Linked DNA regions of Rattus norvegicus: region 2 is linked to region 1. The links are chromatin contacts, called in public Hi-C maps. All regions are on one chromosome and are shown on one strand. Each heading gives the region's core, a stretch centred on a gene start, on an enhancer-like site or on the middle of the called end of the contact. The rest is flanking DNA. Distances are from core to core; before and after follow the strand shown.

Region 1 (4,884 bases), core at 395-2,894:
ACAGAGGACACCTCTGACTTAGCAAAAAGCAAGTGTAAGTTGAGTGGAAGGCATACTACTTTAGTGTCCTGGGCCGTGAAATAATGCCAAAACCTTTGTATGTGCCTGCCACGGTTTTCCCTTTATTTACCCCTTTTGGTGTATTGAATAATATGTAATAGCCCAGAACTTAAATAAGAATAATTTGGAATGAGCTCATAATTCTATAATAGCATGCACATACAGAATCTATATCTAGAGTAATACAATCTATGCTGTAGATGGCAAACTATTTTAATAAGTTATACTCTTGTATCCTTGTAGTCTCCATTTCCTTGTTAGTGATCATAATTAACTTTGACCATACTGGTGCAAATGATAAAAGCATTAGGGCCTCACTCTGAGGAGAGAGCCTTAGATTCCGTATTCTTTGTCCATCATCATCTCTACTCCTTACTAGTTCATCTTATGTGAGTCAGATGTATCTTGTTGTTTGGGGTAGGTTATGTCCTCAGATTGTACTGGGTTCCCCAGATAGTCCCAACTTGTCTGTCCCCTCATCACTTTGTTCTTTGGTCATAGACTGACAGAAGATAGCAGATATACCAGAAGGGTAGACCAGAAGGCCCTCTAGCTCCTTGTGTCTTTTACTCTCAAATAAAGAAGTGAAACAAGAGAGCCATTGGGTCTTAATGACGTTGTCTCCCAAAGTTGAAACATCAGTATGATTGTGTGATAATGACATAGGTGACCTTGCTACTCAAATCCTTTCTCCCTTCGGCCCAGAGGAGCAGAAGAACAGGCCCCATTTAGGATTGGATGCCAGTGCAGACTCTATCTCTTCAGACTCTCTGATTTCATAACTTCTCATTCCTCTCCTACAAGCTCAGAGCTACTTTGGAGACACAATAAGGACGTGTTCTCCAGAAAATAGCCTCCATATGGGGAATCCTGGCTTGTGTGTTTTACTAGATGTTCTCAGGGTAGTGCCAGGATTTGTTTTCTCCTGGGGCCACTCAGCATTGCCTTTCGGGTTAAGCCCAATTAAGAGGCAGTGTTTTGAGAAGTGCAGATGTACCGGCACAGGACACACAGCTGCTCTTCTCCTCCCATAGAATAAAAACCTAAGTGACCAGATGATAGGCATCTGATCACAACTGGTTTGCTGATATACTCTGACCTCTTTGCCTTAAGTCCCTCATCTTCCTCTTAGTTCCTTTGCAGCCTTCTTAGATAGCATCAGCATACTTCCCAAGTGAAACGCAAAGTGAACACAGCATTGTCTCCCAGGCTCTCACTCCCTTCACATAAATGTTGAAGCTGCCATTTACGAGATTACTTTGCTTCAGGACCTTTAGGATGAACTTCGGAAATGTGTCTAATGCACCTTCCCCTTTTCTCAGCTATGTCCTTACACAAGAGCCCAGCCTTGTGGACTCAGTTGTTTCTATAAAATAAGTGATGTCACCAATGATGACCTGCATTTGCTAGTTCAAAATGAAGCCTTTCTTCCACATAGTCTAAACAGGAACTAACTAAAGGCTTTCCTGTTGATGAACTATGGGGAGGTTACTTGCTTCATTGCTAGTATATTTTTATCAAGACTTACGTTGCTGCTTATTCTCACGACATTGAAAGACCCTTACCTCCTTCTCTGCCATGAGTATCACTGTCCCATGCTGAACCAACAAAGTAAGCGTCCTCTTAATTTCTCTGTGACCATTTCCAACTGCAAGTCTGTTCTCTCAAGTCTCCTGTCCTTCGCCGTTAGACAGTAAATGCTATTCTAAATCTCATGACTCAGAACCTGCCAGTCTCCCCTCAGAACGAGAAGATAAATAGACAGTTGTCCAAGGTTCCTTGGTAATTTCTCCTTGTTTAAATTACCAGTATATCTCCTTTCAGAAAGCCGTACTCTGAGGCTGAGGCTGGGGATAGCACTCGATGGTGGAGTGCTTGCCTGGCATATGCAAGGAATTGCATTCAACAAAACCAAAAGACCCAACAACCTTGTGATTGTTACACGTTACTACAAAAATGCCACAGTACATTCCTTCTACACCAGCAGGAATGCTCTTTACCCAGCACAGAACCCAGGCCGACCTCTCAGGTTCTGTGTTTCAAGCATATTTGACCTTTGAGGTTTAAAGTTATTTTACTCTTGGCAAGAGAAAATGTATTGTTTAAGGAGACTCTGGTTAGAGGGGGTCATAATAAGGACCCATAACACTTCTTGGACCTCAGATATGCCTTACAAAACAAAATGTTTATGAGCTAAGTGTAAATGACTCAGAAACATATGAATCGAATTTCCCCTAAAATGTGAACGGGTTTTAAAATTAGCAGGAAAAGGGCCTGGCACAAGATGTGCTTTGAATTTCACAAAACCCAGAGGGTTTGAAATACAGTTTAAGAAGCCTGACAAACCCAAACTGTGACTAAGGTTTCCTTTGTTGGTGTCTTTTCTTCCCTCTATGTGTCAGAGAAGCAGTCAGTGGTTGGACGAGAGAGAGGAGGGTCCTAAAGGGTTTTAGAAAGAGCACATTGTCATACTTGTTTAGGGCCAGAACGGGGACTCAGAAGGCTTTGAAGAGTTGGTCATGCTGCCTGTTGTAATCGTTTTTCCCAGGTTTGCACCTCCGACTCCATCTCCTCACCACATCAGCCCGGGAAGAGTTCCAGCTCCTCAGTCACTGCTACAGAGAGCACAAGCTCCCCACACCCAGCAGCCACCAGGCTCACTCCTGAAGCCCTACCAGCCAGAAACCAACTCTTCTTTTCAGTCAAATGGTATCCATGTCCACGGTAAGCAGGAGCTGGCAGCCCTTGGAGTTTTGAAGGCAGTGTTTTGCCCTTGCCTTCGGTCAGGTGTCCTAGGGACCAGATGTGGGTTCCAGATGTTCTGTTTTACATCAGACCTAAGATGTAAACAGCACCCTTTTCTGGCATGAAATCTGTAGTCTTTTTCTCAGCTGACCTGATTTATGACACCCATAGTTACCAAACCAAGGCAATCATTGGTGTTCCCGTGTTGTGAAACCTCAAGAATAGGTTGAATGATCAGGAGACTACGCAAAAGAAAGCCCCTGGAGTACCACCGTTCATGGCTGCTGACTCCTTCCCATAAGCCAGGTCCAAGTCTTCCATGGTTCCCCTGTGTGACATCTCCCCAGCCCCAAACTTCATGCATTCTATCTGTGCGTCTTGGGTAGAACTTTCATTCTCTCCATCTTGTACCTCATCTGAATGAAACTTATCATCTTTATTAACGTATAAGCTAGCTTCTGAGACCAGAGTTGTCTGACTCGCCATCGTATCTCTTAGGGAACCCAGCTCATTTCTTCATGCCCTGTAATGACTGCATATTCATACAGGAAGAGAGAACATAAGGAAAAGAGAAATCACAGTGGCTTACATTCTGTGTCAGCCTTATGTTCAGAAAGGGTCATGCTTTGAGGACTGAGTCTGCTTCAGTTTCTTTTCTTTAATCAAACTCCTTTTGCCAGTTCAAGCACATATCCTAGTGGACCTCCATAGAAAACTCAAACGCCAAGTCATACAGACTCCAACTGCCAAATGTTTTGCTTCCTGATGTCAGAATCCTATGTAAGCAGACATGATACTGTACATTGAGAGTCCAGATGATTCTAGAAGTGAGTCATCTCCCTCCTCTCATTAATACCATATATTTATATGGGTTATCACTTGGAATTAATGAACAGTGTCCCAAGACAGTGTTTACTGTGAGTGTAAACAAGGGCCCTAGATAGTAGACCCCAATAGTATTGTACTGAACTTGATCAAGAGGTTGGAAGCAGAGTCCTGAGCAGCAGGAAGGGGGCAGGAAAATGATAGTGCTCATCTGTAGCCATGGTGGACATTGGAAATCCAGGGTCACTGGCGCTGGCAAAAACTCCTTCCGTCTCCCCCTTTCCTGCTTGTTGTCTACTGCTTCCCAGCAAAGCTTAGACATCTTCAGTTCAGTGGGATTTTTTACTTTCCTCTTATAAGCATCTTCTCACACACCTATTATATCAGGAAACGTTTTTTTAAGTGCCCGCTACAAGTGCATAGGGTGGGGTCTATAAAACCAGAAAAAGGAGTTCTCTTCCTGGTCAGTCACGAAGCTTCTCTGATGAAGGGAGACCCAAGACTGTGTTCTGGAAAGCTACTAGCACCCCTCTGGAAGGGAGGTTTGGCAGCCTGGCCATGGCCCTGTAAAAGTCAGGGTAGTCAGAGTAGGTCACCTTCATGAAATGTGGTTTTAATGCCCAAATTTTAATGTGGCTGAAACCTGGGCGTATTTCTCAGTCAGTGACATCCTGTAGTGGCACCGATCTTTCCTTCCGGTGCCATATAGACTAATGGGGCAATTCACAGTGAGCCCTAGCATAGGTCCACTCAAATGTAGTATATCCTGTTTTACTTATAACTATGAAAAATTTTTAAAAATCTTTAGAACATTACAACTTAACGTATGTGTGAAAACTAACCAGAAAGAAATTTAGTTAAAATGCTGATTGTTTTTAATTGGGCTAAGACTTGCCTCCATGAACCTTACTTTGTAAACATAACTTTACAAGAGGGTTATGAAGGAGGCCAGTTGGTGTGGGAGTCCTGTGGACTCCTAGCTGTATGTACATGTGCAGGGTTTTACGCCTGGGATCACAGTCTCTGCTGTGGACATCTCTGGCCTTTCATCACTGTGACAAGTGTGATAAGACAACAGGCACAGGCAGGCATGTGAGCCTTCTTCCCTTGCTGCCTTCTCCTCTCCCTTTCGTTGTTAGGCTGTGAGAACAGGGATCGTGTTTGTAACTCCAGGCTAAGCATAGTGTTTGATGCAAAGGAGGCATCAAATAGGTATTCACTGGGTAAGTAATTGGCACCTTCTCATTCAGCAAA
Region 2 (4,853 bases), core at 649-3,148, 340 kb before region 1:
TTGAGGGTTGGTTCTGAGTGACAGAGGTCCAGCCTGGCAAAGCACCCTTCAGTCTTCTCTGGGGAAAGGCGCTGATGTTTCTCTTCGAGTGCTGCTTCGCTGGCTGTTTCCATCTTTTAGCCAGCACGTTCACTGTGATGATTCTGTGCTGAACATGGGGTATACAGTTGTTAAAAAGGCACACATGGACCTATCACCCTGGAATCATATAGACTGAACGCTCAATGTGAATATGAAAAAATTAACTAAGCCAGAGTTGCATTTACTTCTGTTCATTATTGTCAAGAGACTGGTAAACAGGATTAACTTGAGTATCTATTGGAGACTATTTTGAACAAAGACACTTAACATGAATATATTGTTTCATGGGTAGGGAATTAGTAATTCAAACCAGTAGAGGTTTGAAATTGATTAAAGGGAAATGCTCAGATTCTTGAATAATGATTTAAATATGCTGAAACCTAATATCCACATAGTGCATGGTTTTAGATGCTAGGCAACACTGAAAGGGTGAGCCAGGGTAGGTAGCACTAGCACATACTCTCGCAGCTGTAGAATGTTGAGGTAATGAATTTGTGGCTTTCTCAGACCCTCTTCCTCATTTTTTCCCAAAGAGATTAAAACTCAGAGAAAAGGCATATGCAGTCTCTCCTCCAACTCCCCAATTTCTGACTCGTAGTATGAATAGACAGACCGGTTTACTCAAGGTCTCAAGAGTTCAAATTGTGAACATTTTGCCCTTTCATTTATTAGCAATGTCAATGATTTGAAAATTAATGTGATTTGAGTTTCATATTTCCTCCCCTTAGATGTGGTTGAAGTGCTATGAGTTCATCATGAATAAGGAGTTAAATCTTCTCTTGAGCCTGCCTTGTGAATTTCATTCTCTACTACTAAATGATCTCACCAGAGCCAGTGACTCAAGAGGCAGGTTTGCTCTGTGTGACCACTCTAGAGGACCACATTAAAGTGCCTGTGCTCCTTGTTTGTGCAGGAGCGAGTTTTCTTAACTCCATCACTGGATTCCAATGGAGGAAATAAATTACTCATGCATGTTCTAATGATTAAAAAATTTTCCAGTGTCTTGGCTGTCTAGTTCTCATCTGTTAGGGGTTCCATTACCAAGCAGTAATTGTTACACTTTTGACTAGCTGGCTCATACTATTTAGAAAGTCAAGTGAATGAAACATTTGAGTCACTGGTTCTAGGCCAAAAATTCAAAGACTATGCTATGCAAGACCACCTTTGGTAGTCATGGGAGACATGGTAGTTTTGAAGGACTCTCCCCGCACCCCCCATTTTGTCTGAATAACTTAATAACTTAGCCTTGTGGACAAGGTCCTTTTAAACTATCTGAACCTTGTTTTTCTCCTCTGGGCGAGCAGAAGGTAGTCATGGTAATGCCTGCTGTAGTTATCTCTTACGACTGCCGAGAAAATCAACTGTGATCACAAATCCGAAAGCTAGAGGGGCACCATGCAGATTTGTGTGACTGCTAGGGTTTAAAGACACTGTAGTAACAATGATGCTCAAAATGACAATTTTGATCTGAATTTTGGCTACAGTTGTGTATGTGGGAACATTAAATGGGTACTAGACGCTTTTGTGTGTTAGTTACAGTGACAGAGTCGAAAGTGCAAGTTGTTAAAGGAACGGATTTTGCTGCTTGACGTTAACGTCAGTAGAGGAAAGCAACTTGGAATCCTGTTTTTGTTTATAAAAGGGTTAAACAGTAGTTTCAGAAAAAGGAATAATAGAAAAAGATGAAAAATCAAGCAGGTAATGAGAACATGGGCTGAGAGAAAGCGGGGTGAAATAAGGGGTGAGGGTAGGACTTGGTGCGTCTTCCTCTGACCCCGTTTCTTGTGCTAGAGCTGAGTCAGAGCTTTGGCTCCAAGCCTTGCTGGATCTGCAACCGTGAGGCGGGAGAGCGTCGGCCATGTGACTCACGGTCCCCATGAAGTTAGCTAGTGGAGCAAAGCTGCAGTGAGACAGTTATTTTCTCAGGCGTTCTCATAAAGAGGCGTTCTCATAAAGAACACATGGAGGGCAGTACCTTACCAGGATCCCAGTGGGAGAAGGCAGACAGTGTTTTTGAGGCTTTTACTAGTGGGATTGCCAGAAGAAAAATTATAAAAATAATTTTTTTAAAACTCCCTGTTTTTGAGTTTGCATTTTCCCCTTTATTTCAATTATGGCTGAATGTATGCGTACCATTAGGTTAGAAACGAGAACCCCCGTCACTACTGTGTCCTACATCAGGGCACCTTAGGGGTACTGAACAGAAGTCTGGGGCTATTTGCTGAGCGCGTGGATCCAAGGGGAAGCAGCTTGCTCTGAGCCAGTTCTGTGGAGCACGGAGCCTGGTCCCAATATAACCACCGCTTGGCACTTGCAGCACGTTTCTAATTGTGAGTTTAGTGTTGACTGTGCTGTGTTTTTTTGTCTGTGGAAGTGTAGAAAGCTATTGAACGTGATGCCGCCCTCTCCATGGTATTTGCTGTTTGTTTGTTTCGTTTTCACTGTGGAAGCTACTGAAAAGCCTACAGCATTGGCTCAGAAATTTGTAGAGAGCAGATCTTCACACATAAGACTTCCAGCATTCACAATTAGACTGCCTGCTCTGCTCCTCTCATTAAGTATCCCTAGCGCCCAGAATGAGAAGACGTAGAAAAGCATCAATATTTTTAATCAAATTTAAATAACACAGAGCCTTTCGTTTTAGACAAGATGGAATTTCTAAGCATTAGCAAAGAAGCCTGTGGGAATTTTTGTGGCTTTCTTATATTGCACACTCGCGCACGCTCATAGAAAGTGACTTCTGGTGTAACAGTTGCTCACAAGGTTCCTGTGCTATGTTCAAGACTGACTAAAACAGTTTGTTCACCAGCAGCTTAGAATAAACAGGTGGCCAAGATCCAGAGGAGCTTGCTTCTCTGGAGAGAGGTTGGAGGATGAGCCCCTTGTCATCCATCTGTGATAGCATCTTGTGTGCTCGAGGGACTTTTAACGTGGGGCAGTGGATCGTATTAGATGCAGTAAGAGTCGGAAGACATGCATCTATTTCAGTTAAATTACTTGTTAAAACTGGGTACGAGTCTTGAGTCTTGGCACCCCAACGTCGAGTTAGTGAGCTGGGGCCTTCTGGCCATGGAGAGGCCCAGTGGGCAGTACAGGTATGAATTCCTTTCCCAGTATCTTCATGATTTGCATCATTCAGATCAATCTCATGGCAACTTCATAAGTATAAAAGGTTGGCACTTGTGAGGTGGACGGATCAGAGCTACAGATACACACGAAGTGACCTTTATCTTTCCTGGAAAGATCCCAGCTCACCTAGGAAGGAGGAGGACTTCCCTCCACTTCTCTAGGGAATGACACTCAACGGTGTCAACCTGGGGCTGCCCATTGATGCTCTTAGCAGAGGTCTTCTTTGCTCAACTCTTGCTCGGCAAACGCCACATGAAGGGAACAAGATGCCCAGTGTGGAACACGCCTCTTTCTAATCTTCTTGTCAGCACTTGGTGTCTTTTCTCTCAAACGCATGCACTTTCTAAGATAGCTTGTTCAGATATCAAGCATATAGCATGCTTGAAAAAACTCAAGTTGCCTTCTGTAGTTAAAATATAACAGATACCTGTGTACTTGGTGTTTCTTAGACCTGTTCTGGTGATGCTTCTGCTCTTTCCTTCTTGTAAGCCAGCACCGTTCTTTGACCTTCATATCCAAAATCTTTCCTAGTGAATGGTGCTTTGTGCAGGTGCTTGACAGTAGGGAGCATCTGAAAGATTGCGCATCTCTGTCAAGCTCTGGCATAAGGGTGAGGCAGAGTCACGGCTGGGTCTGTGTTGTAGGTGAAGAGTGTTAAATGATCCATGAAAGAAACTAGCAGGTAAACACAGGGAGAACATGTGTGCCTGTCCATTTTCCAGGGCCTCCGATGAGTCAGTGCAGGACTTTCTGGAAGGATTGAGTCATGAGTTGGACACACAGAAGAGGTGGTAGTGGGAAGGAACTTGGTGTTTGTTGGGGGATTACAAGTCAGAGAGATGCAATAAAAAGAAAAAAAGAGGAAGATTTTCTTCTTTCTGCAGGAGAAGAGCTGTGGCCCATGATGACTGATGTTTTTGTAGCATTAAGAGCTACATAGGTACATAAGTACCCTTTCAAAGTGCATTCAGATGTCACATGTACCAGGGCACTGACCTTAGGCTGAGCAAAGGTATTGAGACAGAGGTGCCTGCAGGTGACTCTGGCAACATTAATGAGGCTCCTTGGGGACATGAGCTGAGCTTTCCCTCTTTCCTGCTCTGGTTCTGTCTACAAGCAGCTTAGATGAGCCTGGCCTGCACTTCAAAGCTGTGCTCATGGAATCGAGCTTGAACTTGCCAGTGGGTAGCATAAGATATTCTTGCATTTGTCATACAAATGAGTAACCTATATCCCCAAAGAATTGTTGCATGGGAAATTGAGGTATTGTGGTCCTGGGTTCTTCTCTGACATGGAGGCAAGCTGTGAGCTGGCCCCCGTTTCAGCTCTGTCTGTGTGGGGAGGTTTGTCTATGAATTTGGGAGTTCCTTTCTAGAGAACACAGAGGTGGTATCCGCTATTGGGACTCTTTCTGTGTAAGAACTGATGTCTTGATTCCTGGTTCATCTGCTTGGTCTTTTCCCCCTTTGCTAGCACTTAAATTGCTATTCTGAACTATTCCTGCCCCTGAAGTTTCTATTCTGTTCTTACCCTCGTCTCTTACATCTGAGCTACATACAGGCAAGTATTGGTTTTTCATCCCCTGGGCTGGTGGTTCTCTCTTCAGACATTTCTTTGATGGTAAAAGAAGGTTGGGAAAAAAA

What was found. A called contact is a pair of places that touch in the nucleus more often than the background predicts.
Region 2: a contact with region 1 is called in a Hi-C map of the Rat2 cell line, with 3 times the contacts expected there. The contact joins two enhancer-like sites. A contact is called at or near these places in 2 of 12 Hi-C or Micro-C datasets (the A7r5 cell line and the Rat2 cell line).

What each region holds. Positions count from the first base shown.
Region 1 is chr1:235,411,036-235,415,919 of GRCr8, reverse strand. Glis3 (GLIS family zinc finger 3) reads left to right here. Exons shown (of 11, transcript XM_039101395.2): 9 at 2,609-2,784. Among named protein-coding and RNA genes, the nearest start is that of Rnu6-613, 29 kb to the right of the region's middle. Within about 2 kb of position 1,644, at least 10 of the 93 cell types and tissues checked have an H3K27ac peak or open chromatin away from gene starts, as enhancers often do. A contact at or near this core is called in the A7r5 cell line, where this site is marked.
Region 2 is chr1:235,748,091-235,752,943 of GRCr8, reverse strand. The region is part of intron 2 of Glis3 (GLIS family zinc finger 3); the gene reads left to right. Among named protein-coding and RNA genes, the nearest start is that of Glis3, 59 kb to the left of the region's middle. Within about 2 kb of position 1,898, at least 40 of the 93 cell types and tissues checked have an H3K27ac peak or open chromatin away from gene starts, as enhancers often do. A contact at or near this core is called in the A7r5 cell line, where this site is marked.